2 separate regions of the Mus musculus genome follow, and region 1 is linked to region 2. The links are chromatin contacts, called in public HiChIP or PLAC-seq maps. All regions are on one chromosome and are shown on one strand. Each heading gives the region's core, a stretch centred on a gene start, on an enhancer-like site or on the middle of the called end of the contact. The rest is flanking DNA. Distances are from core to core; before and after follow the strand shown. Region 1 overlaps Map3k20 (mitogen-activated protein kinase kinase kinase 20). Region 2 holds the start of Cdca7 (cell division cycle associated 7).

Region 1 (5,194 bases), core at 306-2,805, 99 kb after region 2:
AGCGATTAAACATGATCTTACTTACCACTCTCCAGTTTTTTCACACATTCCCACAGACTAGGTTTTGTATTTTGTTAGAAAACAGACTTTCTGCCTTGAATCTCAGATATAATTTTTAGATAGTAACCAGGAACTCAACACAGTTTTTACAAGGTTCAATAAAAACAAAACAAAACAAAACAAAGTCCTCAGTTCAAATCACTAGCAAACTCATCTGCCCTATACTGATAGATACCTGTGAAATTCTAGCATATTATAGTTTGGACAAATTTCAGAATGAGTTATTCTAAGAGATCCATTCCTAAATACATATATTATGTCATATTCTGAAGTATAGTGCACATTTAACAAACATATAAGCTGACTGTGCATGAATGAATCTATGCATTCACCTTTGTGTAAAAGTCATGCTAAGTGCAGCAATGAACATCAACGGAAATGCCACAGAAAGGGAACTCGTTCTAGGATGGTGGGTTTAGTTATTCTCTAAACACCTAGCAGTGGAAATTTGAACACCCAATTGCTTCCCCTTTTTATTCAAATAGGCATCCAAAGAATTGGTTTTGGACAAAAGACTGGGTATGTAGCTCAGGCTAGCCTTGAACTCATGATACTCTTGCCTCAGCCTCCCACGTGCTAGAATTGTGTTAGCATGCCAGCCTGATACCACAAAGTGTAGTCTACCAGTACTTTGCAAAGCACAAAAGCAATTCCAGGTTTGTTAATAATCAGAATTTGACAAGCACTATAATTTATTGAGGGCCTAATGTGTTCCAAATCCCCATTGCACGTGTTGCCCTGATCATTATCAAGTCCTCCGATATCATCCTCAGTTTTTAGGTGAGGATAAGAGTTTAGGCAAGTCAGATGAACTTGTCTACATACATCCAGCTACCAAGCAGGCCAGCAGGGATGCAAACTGCTTTCGTACTTGGAGGCTGTGCTCTCATCCCGTGTTATTTTAGGGATGGGGAAGCTCCATTGCTGGAGGGAACACAACAGGCTGAGCTGTAGGTGCAGAGCCCAGGTTGACTCAGGGCGACGACTCGGCAAGGTAGGTTTGGTCTCTCTCTCACTGCAAACCCAAAAGCCTATTCCTAAAGACAAGTCTAGATGGAAGGCACAGCTCTATTCAAGGAAATCCTGTAAGCCTTAAACTGGATATATCGTCATTATATCCTCAGCCAGCCCGCTGTCTTGTTCAAGCCATAGCGTGTTAAATGAACGCTGGCAAATACAAAGATAATTAGCAAGAAAATCAGGGAAATTGGCAGATGCTCCTCAAGCAGGAGAGGAAAAAAAAAAATCCCTGAAGCCTCTTTGGGCTTTTAATCAAGTGTGTAAGGTACTTCCTCAGAAGAGCTACTGAATAATTCTATTTGAGTCACATGAGTGATTAGGAAAGGTAAGGGGCACCCCAGAAGGGGATGATGCTAGCTAGGGGCACCCCAGAAGGGGATGATGCTGGCTAGTGCAGTGTAAGCTCCGGAGGGAGGGGAAGAGTCAGCATAGGAATACAGTCACCTGGCCACCCTGCCTGTGCAGGGGAGAGGCAGCCCTAGGCTGGGCAGGAAATGAGGTCCCTCGATTTCCTGTGATCACCACTCTCTCTTAGTGCTGGGGACAGAGGATGAAGTGTGGGGAAATGGAAATAAGAAGGCAGCTTCAAAAAAGTCAAATGCTTTGGCCTCACAAACACTCAGGTGAACAATTCAGGCCTCCCCTTTCCGAAGTCTGGGGGCAAGCGCAACAGGCACACAAATGTGTGCACAGGTAAAACCTGCCTGGACTCTACAGAGTAAAATGCAGCCCCCGCAGCCCCCGAGACTCCGAGAGATCGGAAAGGAATTCATTCTTCACTTTTGTAGACCAAAATGTTTGGCTGGAAAAATATCAAAAGTCTAATCAATGAGGAGGTGTGACCCTGACACAACTGGACTGTGTCACTCCATCTGGGCCTCTGCATAGCTACAGTAGCCAAGGGATTCAAAACCATGGGGACAGAAGAGCAATGCCAGAGCCTCAGGTTGTGGAACCAAAACAAGGTCCAAATAGGGTTCGTCCCACTGTCAGTACCTCCCATAATTCCCCTTTAAGCCCCCAGATTTGGGGATGTACCCAATCGAAAGCAGAACAAGTTAGGGTGGAGATACACACACACACACACACACACACACATATATACACACACATTCAATAAAAATGACATTGACACAAGACACAAGAAGTAAGTTTGTTGAGGAAGTCACTTGGAGGTCTAAAAATACATTAAGCTTATGCCTTGAAATTCCAGTTCCAAGGATGCAGGCCAAACACTGCTGTGATCTTTCACCTTAAAAATATTTTCCAACTCATTGTATATCGAGATGTCCTTCCAGTTAAGCTGCACTCACAGGGAAAATTTCTATTTTCAGTTTACAGAACAGAAACTTGGATGTGGCTGTGTATTTCTGCCTTTTCTCTCACAAACAATAGGAAGCCATTACCTGAGCCAGGCTGGTTCTGGAACAGCGCTCTAGACAAGTTGCAGAGGCTGCCTCTTCAGCTCCTCGGTTGAAGCTGGCTTTGGCTGGAAGCTCCTAGGACAGTAACCCTTCCGCGCTGCCACTGGGAAAGCTTTGTCTGTGGAGGGTGACAAGCCCTGTGCTCTCTCTCACAAGGCTGCCTGTGCAGTGATCATGTACTAAGGGTGTACAAACATCTTTCTTGTAAAAGTTCTCCTTGGAGAAAGAACAACCGGCTGCCTAGCTCTGTTGCTCTGCTAACAACAAGAAGTGTCTTTGGAGGCAGCAGGAGACTAGTTAGTTTTGCCACATGTTCAGATAAAACTCAAGTTTATTAAGCGGAGAAAGACTAAAAACAAAACCAGGCCGCATTTTTTTTTTTTTTAGGGGGGGTGGTGAGTTTCAGAAATCAACTTTTTGATGGCCATGTTCTCTCAGCTATGACCTATGGCGCGTTTTACGTTAGAGCAATGCTCTCCCTTTGGATTCTGCATAACTGTATTGTTTTCTTAGGTAGCCACCACTTTTGAAGTTTGAGGTTCACAAATGTGTACGCCTAACATGGCCTCAATTGGAACAACTATGCACTCTCTGATGCCCAACCGACTGGGAACTCATAAATGCTTTGGGGGTTTTGTTTGTATAAATGGTTGTTTAAAACAACGGGTTCTGGAGAGCAGGGCTTGTACTCTCCCTTACACTGACGGTGCTTATTTAGAAGGGATGGAGTGAAAAGGACACTGTTGAATGTCATCCCAAGTAAGTTCTTATCGTGAAATCAGCAGGGATATACTTCTCTGAGGTTCTGCTGAGGCAACCCAGCATTCTCAAACTTCACTCAAAGAGAAACTAATAATGCCAGATGATTTTTATAATTATTTATTTCATGCAGGACATGCATGTGGTAGTCACACAACAACTTGAGAGAATCTGTTCTCTCCGTCCATGTGGGTCCTTCTAGGGACTAAACTCAGCTCATGAGGTTTGCCAGTAAACACTTTTACCCACAGCGAGCCATTTGTCAGGCCCAGATGCTGGGCCTGCTTTGTTGTTGCTTTGAGACTTTTTATTTTAAGTTTGCTTGAATGTATGTCTGTGTCTGACACAAGTATAGTGTATGCAGAGGCCAGAAGAGGAAGCCGGATCCCAGGGACTGGAGTTACAGACAGTTATGAGCCCCTATGTGGGTGCTGGGAACTGAACTGAGGTCCTCTGGAGGAGCAGCCATCTCTTCAACCCCCTAAACTGATTTTAAGGAGACAATGAAACATTTCTATTTCTGCCACTCAAGGGCAGGAAGGCTCTTGCATGAATTCTGAATTGAGACTGCTATAGTTGGGGGACTGGATAGTTGGGTTCTGAGCCACACCTGGTGTGTGGTGTAGGGTAGTCCTGGCAGTGTGGATTTATGTTGGGAAATGGCTTGTTCAGTGTCTGTTATATCACTTTCCCAGGCAGCAGGATGGCCCATGCTTTTAGTACCAGAGGCTAGGTGAGAGGCAGATCTCTGTGTGAGTTCCAGACAGCCCTGACCTACATAGAAAAGTCCAGGCCAGTCAGGGCTACATAGTGAGCCCTTGACTTAAAAGCAAAACAAAATAAAATCATCCTCCCCCGAAGAAAGTCACACAAGGTTGAGCAAAAGTGGGAGTGGGACACACGTGACTGAAGGCCTCACATGCACACACATAGAGATCCCTCTCTCAAAAGTGCTGTGCCGTCCCTGGAGTGAAAGGCTTTTTATAAACAAATGGAAAACCTACAGCTCCAGGAAGAAAGATCCAGGCAGCACTTACAGAAGTGCTCAGTGAGAACTGACAGACAGATTTAAAGACACAGGAGTGATCCTTAATGTTAGGAGTGTGATCAGCAGCTATGGCTTCCAGGGGAAAAGTCATTCATTCTTGGTGACAGGTACCAAGAGGTCACAGTCTAAGCAAAGGCAGATGGGTACATTTCACACAAAGTCCTAGGCTGAAAGAAAGTGGTATGGAGTTTATTTTCATAAATCCAATAATATTGAAACTAAAAGTTCATTCTCTACACAACTCATAAGTTGTGACTTTAGGTCAAAAATCTCTAAAAGGGAAATTCCAAGACTTGGGGAGAATTGTCAAAGTACAAGTTATATACATGGGCTTCTGGAGGAGGAAACGAGCCAGAGGACCCATCAAGCTAAGTAAGTGAGAACGTGGGTGTCTGGGTGTGTGTCTCTCCTCTGTATACACCTGTACATGCAGGGAGAACCAGCCAAAAGACCCATGTGTTCAGCCACGTTACTGCCTTCCAAACCCCCTTGTTCCACAGGAGTCTCGGCAGAGTATGGCACATTGGCTTCTGTTCCACAGAATAAAATGAGGTTCTGGCACTGTCAAACATGCCACATAAAATTTAAATCAGTCCACGTCTGTATCCAGCCCAGAGACTAACTCAGTAGGTAAACATTTTCCCTAAAGCAAAAAATCATAAATTGTCAAGAGAAGACAGTTTCACAGAAAGCCTAATTTTTCCTTCTGTAGCACGGAGCATTGAACCTGGGGCCTTGTGTATGCCAGGCAGGTGGTTGCTGTGCAGCTAAACCTGAACATAAAAGGCCTTAGACTGTAAAAAAAACCCCTGTTTGCAGAATGTTCAGATGAGTGTATGGCGACTACACTGTAAGGACATGCAACACAGCCTGGGAAGCTAGT
Region 2 (5,812 bases), core at 1,103-3,602:
AGCTTAACACCAGCTCCTAAAACCCAGCCTCATTTTTTCTCATTGAACTGTACTTCTAAAAGGAGATTTCAAAAGTACAAAATGGAGGAGCAATTTTTCTCCCTCAGCCAAAAATCAAGCTAATGAGGTCTTTTTATGTAAGCCTTGGGCTCTGCACTGTGATGCTAATTTCCTAAACTACAAAAATTGGGCAGGTCCTGTGTTTTAAGATGGCAGTCACCCAAACAGGCGCCGCTCGCTCCAAGGAGAGGGGCATGGAGGTTTTGCAGTCTTTACAAATCAAGGGTTATCAGCCCGAAAATACATAGTACAAGAAGCCAAGTCAGAGGTCAACTAACACTCCTAGGCCAGGTTGAAGACTGGATTCCATAGGAACTCTCTGACCATGGGCTCCATACAGCTTTCTCATGGCCCCCAGAAGGCTTGAGAATTCTAAGACCTGTGGTAGAAGTCAACAGTAAGCATTTCTAGCAAATAAAGGTCAAGTTAGTCGGAATTATGAAAAAACTCCATTCATTTTAGCTTACAGCCTTGTACTGTCCACTAGAAAATGTAACCAGGACAGCCTATTTGGCCATTTCTTATTGACCCAAGTTGGGCCAGCCCCACCAGAGTGCCCAAGGGTGTTAGGGAACAGAAAATGCCTAGATGTTGGGAAAGACTTCCTTCCGCACCTAACACATTACATTTCAGTCTCTCGGATACAATAAAATGATTTCCAAGATGTTGGTGGCCCAGCCTCCACATCATGTTCCTAAGTAGACACCAATCAACCATTTGTGTATGCTTCTGATATCCTAATGGCAGCAATGTGTGGTATTCGAGAGAGCTACCAAATATTGTATTTACAACAGTAGTTCGAGGCGGTGGGTGGAGAGTTAGGAGTTAAAAGGGATTCAAAAGTCTGCCCAGGTTTCTGGTAGAGGAAGTCCAAGGCAATAAGGTGCAACAAAATGCAAAGAACTAAGAAATCCCCAAAACGGCACACAGCTCCTTAAATGACTTTAATTCTCTACACTCTACTAATCAATTTAACTCCATGTCAGCCTCAGGGGAGGCAGTCAATCAAAAGCCATCAGGAAAAGAGGCTAATCTTTAACAAGCCAGGACAGGCCAACGGTCAGTCATTCACCAGGCAAGTATGTCTTCGATGGAAAAGACACACAAAAAAGGAGAGCCAAAGGTCGTGCCTGGGGTGAACTTTTTTGGCAGATGTAACTCTTAATTCTGTTTACGGTGAGTGTTCTTTGACGGCAGATTTGGTACTGATGTTCGCTTAATTCTTTGCAGCGACGTTACCATCACTTAAATAAGTAAGAAAACTGAAGTGCGGAGAGGTGAAGTCGATTCCTCCAGTCAGGTGTCCAAATATGCACCAAGGCAAGCCAAACTCCAAGCCCATTTCCCCACGCGCGGAGATCCGCTATGAGACCACGACTCCGTCTACCCACTCAGACCTCGCCACAAGGGCCCCCGAACCCGATATTTATTTGAAGCACGTCACTGTCTTCCTTTCCGCCCATCCCCCCACTCTTCAACCCACTCCAGGGCAGGACATAAGTTCTGGCTTCCGTTGGAGCAAAAAGAGTTACGTTCCAGCTCGCAGCTGCAAGCCGGGAAGAAAAGGGTGGGACGGGTGGGGAGTTGGGGGACGCAGGGAAGGTTACTAAACGGTCGCGGCACACGACTTGCATCGCTGGGCCCCAAAATTGCATCTGACCACAGCCTAGGACTAAAACAATACCTCCCCCCACGTGCACAACCCAAGTTCTCAAGAAATGCTCACAAGGCCATCTACGCTAAACCCGCAGATCCAGAGTGGTTAGAAGGGGACGCAGAGCAAAAGAGGATCGATCCCAGGGCCACTAGTGCACGCGTAGGTAACAACGCACTCGCCGCCAGCGGGTCGTGCAGGGTGAGGTCCCAGAAGGTGGAAGGCTGGGATACGACCGCCAGACAGGATGGCCAGCGGCGAGTCCCAGGCCTCCGCGCGCACGTGGAGCATGAGCGCCCGTGCCGCAGGTTCCGGGAACGCTGGCAACTCCGTGCGCGCCGGCGGGCGCATCACCTTGGCCTTGAGTTATCCTGGGTGCAAAGATTATAAGAAAATCGATCTGTGATTTCCCTCAACCTGGCGACAATCAGGAGCGCGTGGGACAAGTGAGCGGAGCTAACCCGCGGAGTCGGAGGGAAGTGGCCCGGACCCGCCCGTGTCTAGCACCCACCAACCCCGCCCCGGTGCACCCGGCCGGGCCTCACCCGCGCGCGGCGAGCCTCCATGTTGGCGGCGGGTACCCAGGCACTCGGAACGGGGATAGTTCGTCGGAACACACCAGCACTCAGAGCCCGAACAACCCGAGCTCCGGGACAGAGGCGGGGCGCGCACTCCGCCGCCGGAGGGGCGGGGCCACCGGCTTTCCCGCGCCGGGACGCAGGTCCTGCCAGCTAAGATGACCTCTTTAGCGGTACCCGAAGCGTCCCAGCTCTGGAAAAAAATAGAAGCGGTTCTCGTGGTTGTAATAACCTTGAGTGTCCTCGGAAACTGCTGAATGTTCTATGAAACAGTGGCGTTGTGGGAACTCAGTGCCACTGGCTTTTTATGAAGCTGCGCGGTCCTGGGAAGTGGCGCGAAAGTGGCTGCCGAGGTCCTGAGACTGGCCGTCTGATTTGCATACAAAACGGGAGATTGTAAGGCTGGTAGAGCCTCTTACTGCGTTCACACTTTCGCTGTAGTTTAATCTCTTAAAAATGTTAAAGAACAGAACGGGGATACCACCCACAAATATCTGAGAGCATAGCACCTCTTATCTAGCAACCACACCACTATCTATATGTAGTCAATAGACCAGTTAAGTCCTGTTGCTTCAAGAAAGATTCCGGCGTGGGTTTAAAAATAGCCCTTCAGTTGAGTAAAGCCTCTCCGAAGGGTAAAAGTCTTTAGAGCTTTATCTTTCGGAGATAAAAGCTGCAGGCGATTACACTGTGGATTGTCCATTTTTCTCCAGGCAAAATTGGGAACAACCAGAGCTAGTTAGAAGATCTTTCTTTCTTTCTTTCTTTCTTTCTTTCTTTCTTTCTTTCTTTCTTTCTTTCTTTCTTTCTTATAGCCCTTCTCACTAAGACCGGCACAGGGATGAAACGAGGCTCCCCTGTTTTTAAAGAGTAAAACACAGGGGGAAAAAAAAAAACCCAAACAGCAACGACCGAAAAACCTTGGGTGCTTTTTAAAAGAGCTTTAATTATAATCATAGATTTAAAACATTTCTTGAAGTGTAAGCATTCCCCCTTATTTCAAAACTTTTCTCTTAGTATTGATGTTGCCACAGTCCTTTTCTGTGAAGAGAGCATGCGCAACACACACACACACACACACACACACACACACACACCTCTCTAGGTACTGACCATAAAGACATAAATAACCGAGGAAGACAATGGATTGGAAGGAGCTGCCCAGGGGTCACCCTCCCTCTGTGCTAGAGACAAAGAACTCCAGTCTCCAACTTAGGCATCAAGAGAAGCAGCTAATTGATTTGTTTGGCAAAATTCCTGGTAGCAGCCAGGAGTTCAACCAACACTTGTTGGATGAATAAGTATGTGGATGGAGACCTAAAATTGTCCTTAGTACAATGTTCTTGTGAATATGGTTTGTGCAAGTAGAACTGACCATGTGAGGTCACAGAACGAAGGGGGCATCCGGGCCACTTTGCCTGGGTAATGTTCTACACTGAGCATTTTTACTCTTCTTGGAACAGGCTTGTCTCTCTGTGCTCCTGCATTTCTTTTTCAACGAAATCCAATGTGAGCCCAGGACGTGTGCATGTTGTTTCCTTAAAGTTTTCACTTCTGTGCTTGTGTGTGTCCTGCAGACAATGTATATCCTCTGGGCTTCACCATCAGGGCGGTTCAAAGTCCTGCCCCTAACTGAGTGCAAGGTTGTAAGCAGGTGCTATTCTGAGTACTGAGGATACAAGGTCCAGAGAGTGTACACTCTGATGGAGGAGCAGAGATACAAAAGAGAATTTCAGGTATGATACTTTGGAGGAGGAGGAGGAGGAGGAGGAGGAGAAGGAGGAGGAGAAGAGAAAGAGGAAGAAGAGGAGGAGGAAGAGGAAGAAAGTACAGTGAAAAGCTGAAGACAGGAAAGGAACAATGCATACTTCTACAATAGTTATACAAGCTGGTGATATACAGCCAGAAATCTGAGTGGTCAGAAAGGAAGCGACAGGAAAAAAGTACTAGTTTCAGGCAGACTGGCATCTGGTTCCAGAACAGTATGAAGCAGCCAAGAGTCCCCATCTCTACTACTGAAAGTCAGGAAAAGAGGAAGAGAAAGTAGACATTTGGAGCTTCCTAGCTATAAAAGATCTCTGCATTTATTCCAGGCCTGATAGAAAGACAGTGGAGGATTTAACAGGCTGGGGTGCCCCTGTTTGCCCCCATGGATGGTATAGTCTGGGGGGAGCAGCCAGCCAGGAGGGGGCGAAAACTGGGAATGCTAAGATACTGATGTCATTGTAGTACCCGGAGAGTGTTCAGATTGAGACTTTGTTTTGAAGTTGGAGCTAACTGGACCAGAGGAGGAGTAGTTGGCTCATTCCTATCAGTATAGTATATCAGGGCGAAATATTGCAAACCAGCGAAGTCACACTTGTGCTTCTGTTCCGTCATTGGCACAAAAGTCTGACACAAACATGGAGGTAAGGGAGATGAAGGAGAAATTTATTTGGCTCAGGCTTTCATAAAGTCTAGTCTATCATGACAAGAAGGTGTAGGGAAAATCAAACAGAAAGCAGAGTGCCTGTGTCACTGTGTCCTCTCTTCTGTTCCATTAAAGCCCTTAGCATGCAGAATGACACCCTGCGTGCTCGGGATGAATTCTTCCCCATTCATTTATTTATTCACTTTACATACCCTGCCCTTCCCTCCTCCCAGACCCCCACCCCAAACCCCAGTTAATCCTCTCTGGAAACACCCTGAAGACTCACTCAGGGGCACACTTCAATAATCCCCTAGGCACTTCTCAGTGTCACCAAGTTGACAAGATTAGCTATCACCACCCCCTCAAAAAGAAAAAAAAGGATATGACTACAGGAAAAGAACAGTGGCGTAGGCATGTAACAGGATTTAAACAACTGTTCAGAGCGGCTCTCTTGCATCGGTGAAGCTAGCTCCTCACACAAGGTTGAGGGGGAAAGCAAATGGCAAATGCCTCGGAGAAGGCTAACCCCTAACAAAATTGAAAAGCACAAAAACAGAAGAACTGTGGAAGAAGAAAATGTGAACAGGTGGAAGAAGATAGCCATTAACCCTCAAGAGAGAAAGGGAGGAAGGAGGGAGGAGGCGGGAAAGACTGGGACTGCAGTGTCACAGTGCTTTCTAAGAGGGAAGGAGGAGGAGGGAAAGGAGGAGGAGGAGGAGGAGGAGGAGGAGGAGGAGGAGGAGGAGGCATCGTATCAGGCAGGGTAGCAGAAGCTTGTTATCCCAGCAGTAGGGAAGAAGAGGCCAGAGGATCCACAGTTCAAGGTGTGCCAAGGTCACAACTGTAAGTAAAGGGAAGCAAATATGGCTGATTAGTCCATGATGAGTAGAGGCATTGGAGTAGCCTTATATGCTTAGTCACTGTGCCTTTTGAAAGGACACCATAAACCCCGTTTGTCTCCATTTAGACTAGGCCTGCTTTCAAAAAAGGCCGTAAGACACCAGTTTCAGGAATAGACCATGAGTCTCAGAAACTAAATAATAAGACATCAGCTCTAGGTGAGACCATAAAATCTAGAACAAGATCATAAAACCCCCTACCAAAGAGCAG

The links. HiChIP or PLAC-seq counts read pairs in DNA pulled down with a chosen protein or histone mark.
Region 1: an H3K4me3 HiChIP or PLAC-seq map of the SCID.adh cell line shows a contact between it and region 2, with 23 read pairs. The contact joins the enhancer-like site here to the promoter of Cdca7 in region 2. A contact is called at or near these places in 2 of 39 promoter capture datasets (maxillary cranial neural crest and pre-B cells), 5 of 115 datasets of contacts at active chromatin or transcription factors (the SCID.adh cell line, T-cell acute lymphoblastic leukemia, bone marrow-derived macrophages and 2 more) and 1 of 9 other capture datasets (pancreatic islet).

Annotation. Positions count from the first base shown.
Region 1 is chr2:72,373,197-72,378,390 of GRCm38.p6, reverse strand. The region is part of intron 7 of Map3k20 (mitogen-activated protein kinase kinase kinase 20); the gene reads right to left. Among named protein-coding and RNA genes, the nearest start is that of Gm52556, 24 kb to the right of the region's middle. Within about 2 kb of position 1,555, at least 10 of the 459 cell types and tissues checked have an H3K27ac peak or open chromatin away from gene starts, as enhancers often do. A contact at or near this core is called in the SCID.adh cell line, where this site is marked.
Region 2 is chr2:72,472,759-72,478,570 of GRCm38.p6, reverse strand. It overlaps Cdca7 (cell division cycle associated 7), which reads right to left and starts at 2,352. Exons shown (of 9, transcript NM_025866.3): 1 at 2,260-2,352. The coding sequence starts at 2,280.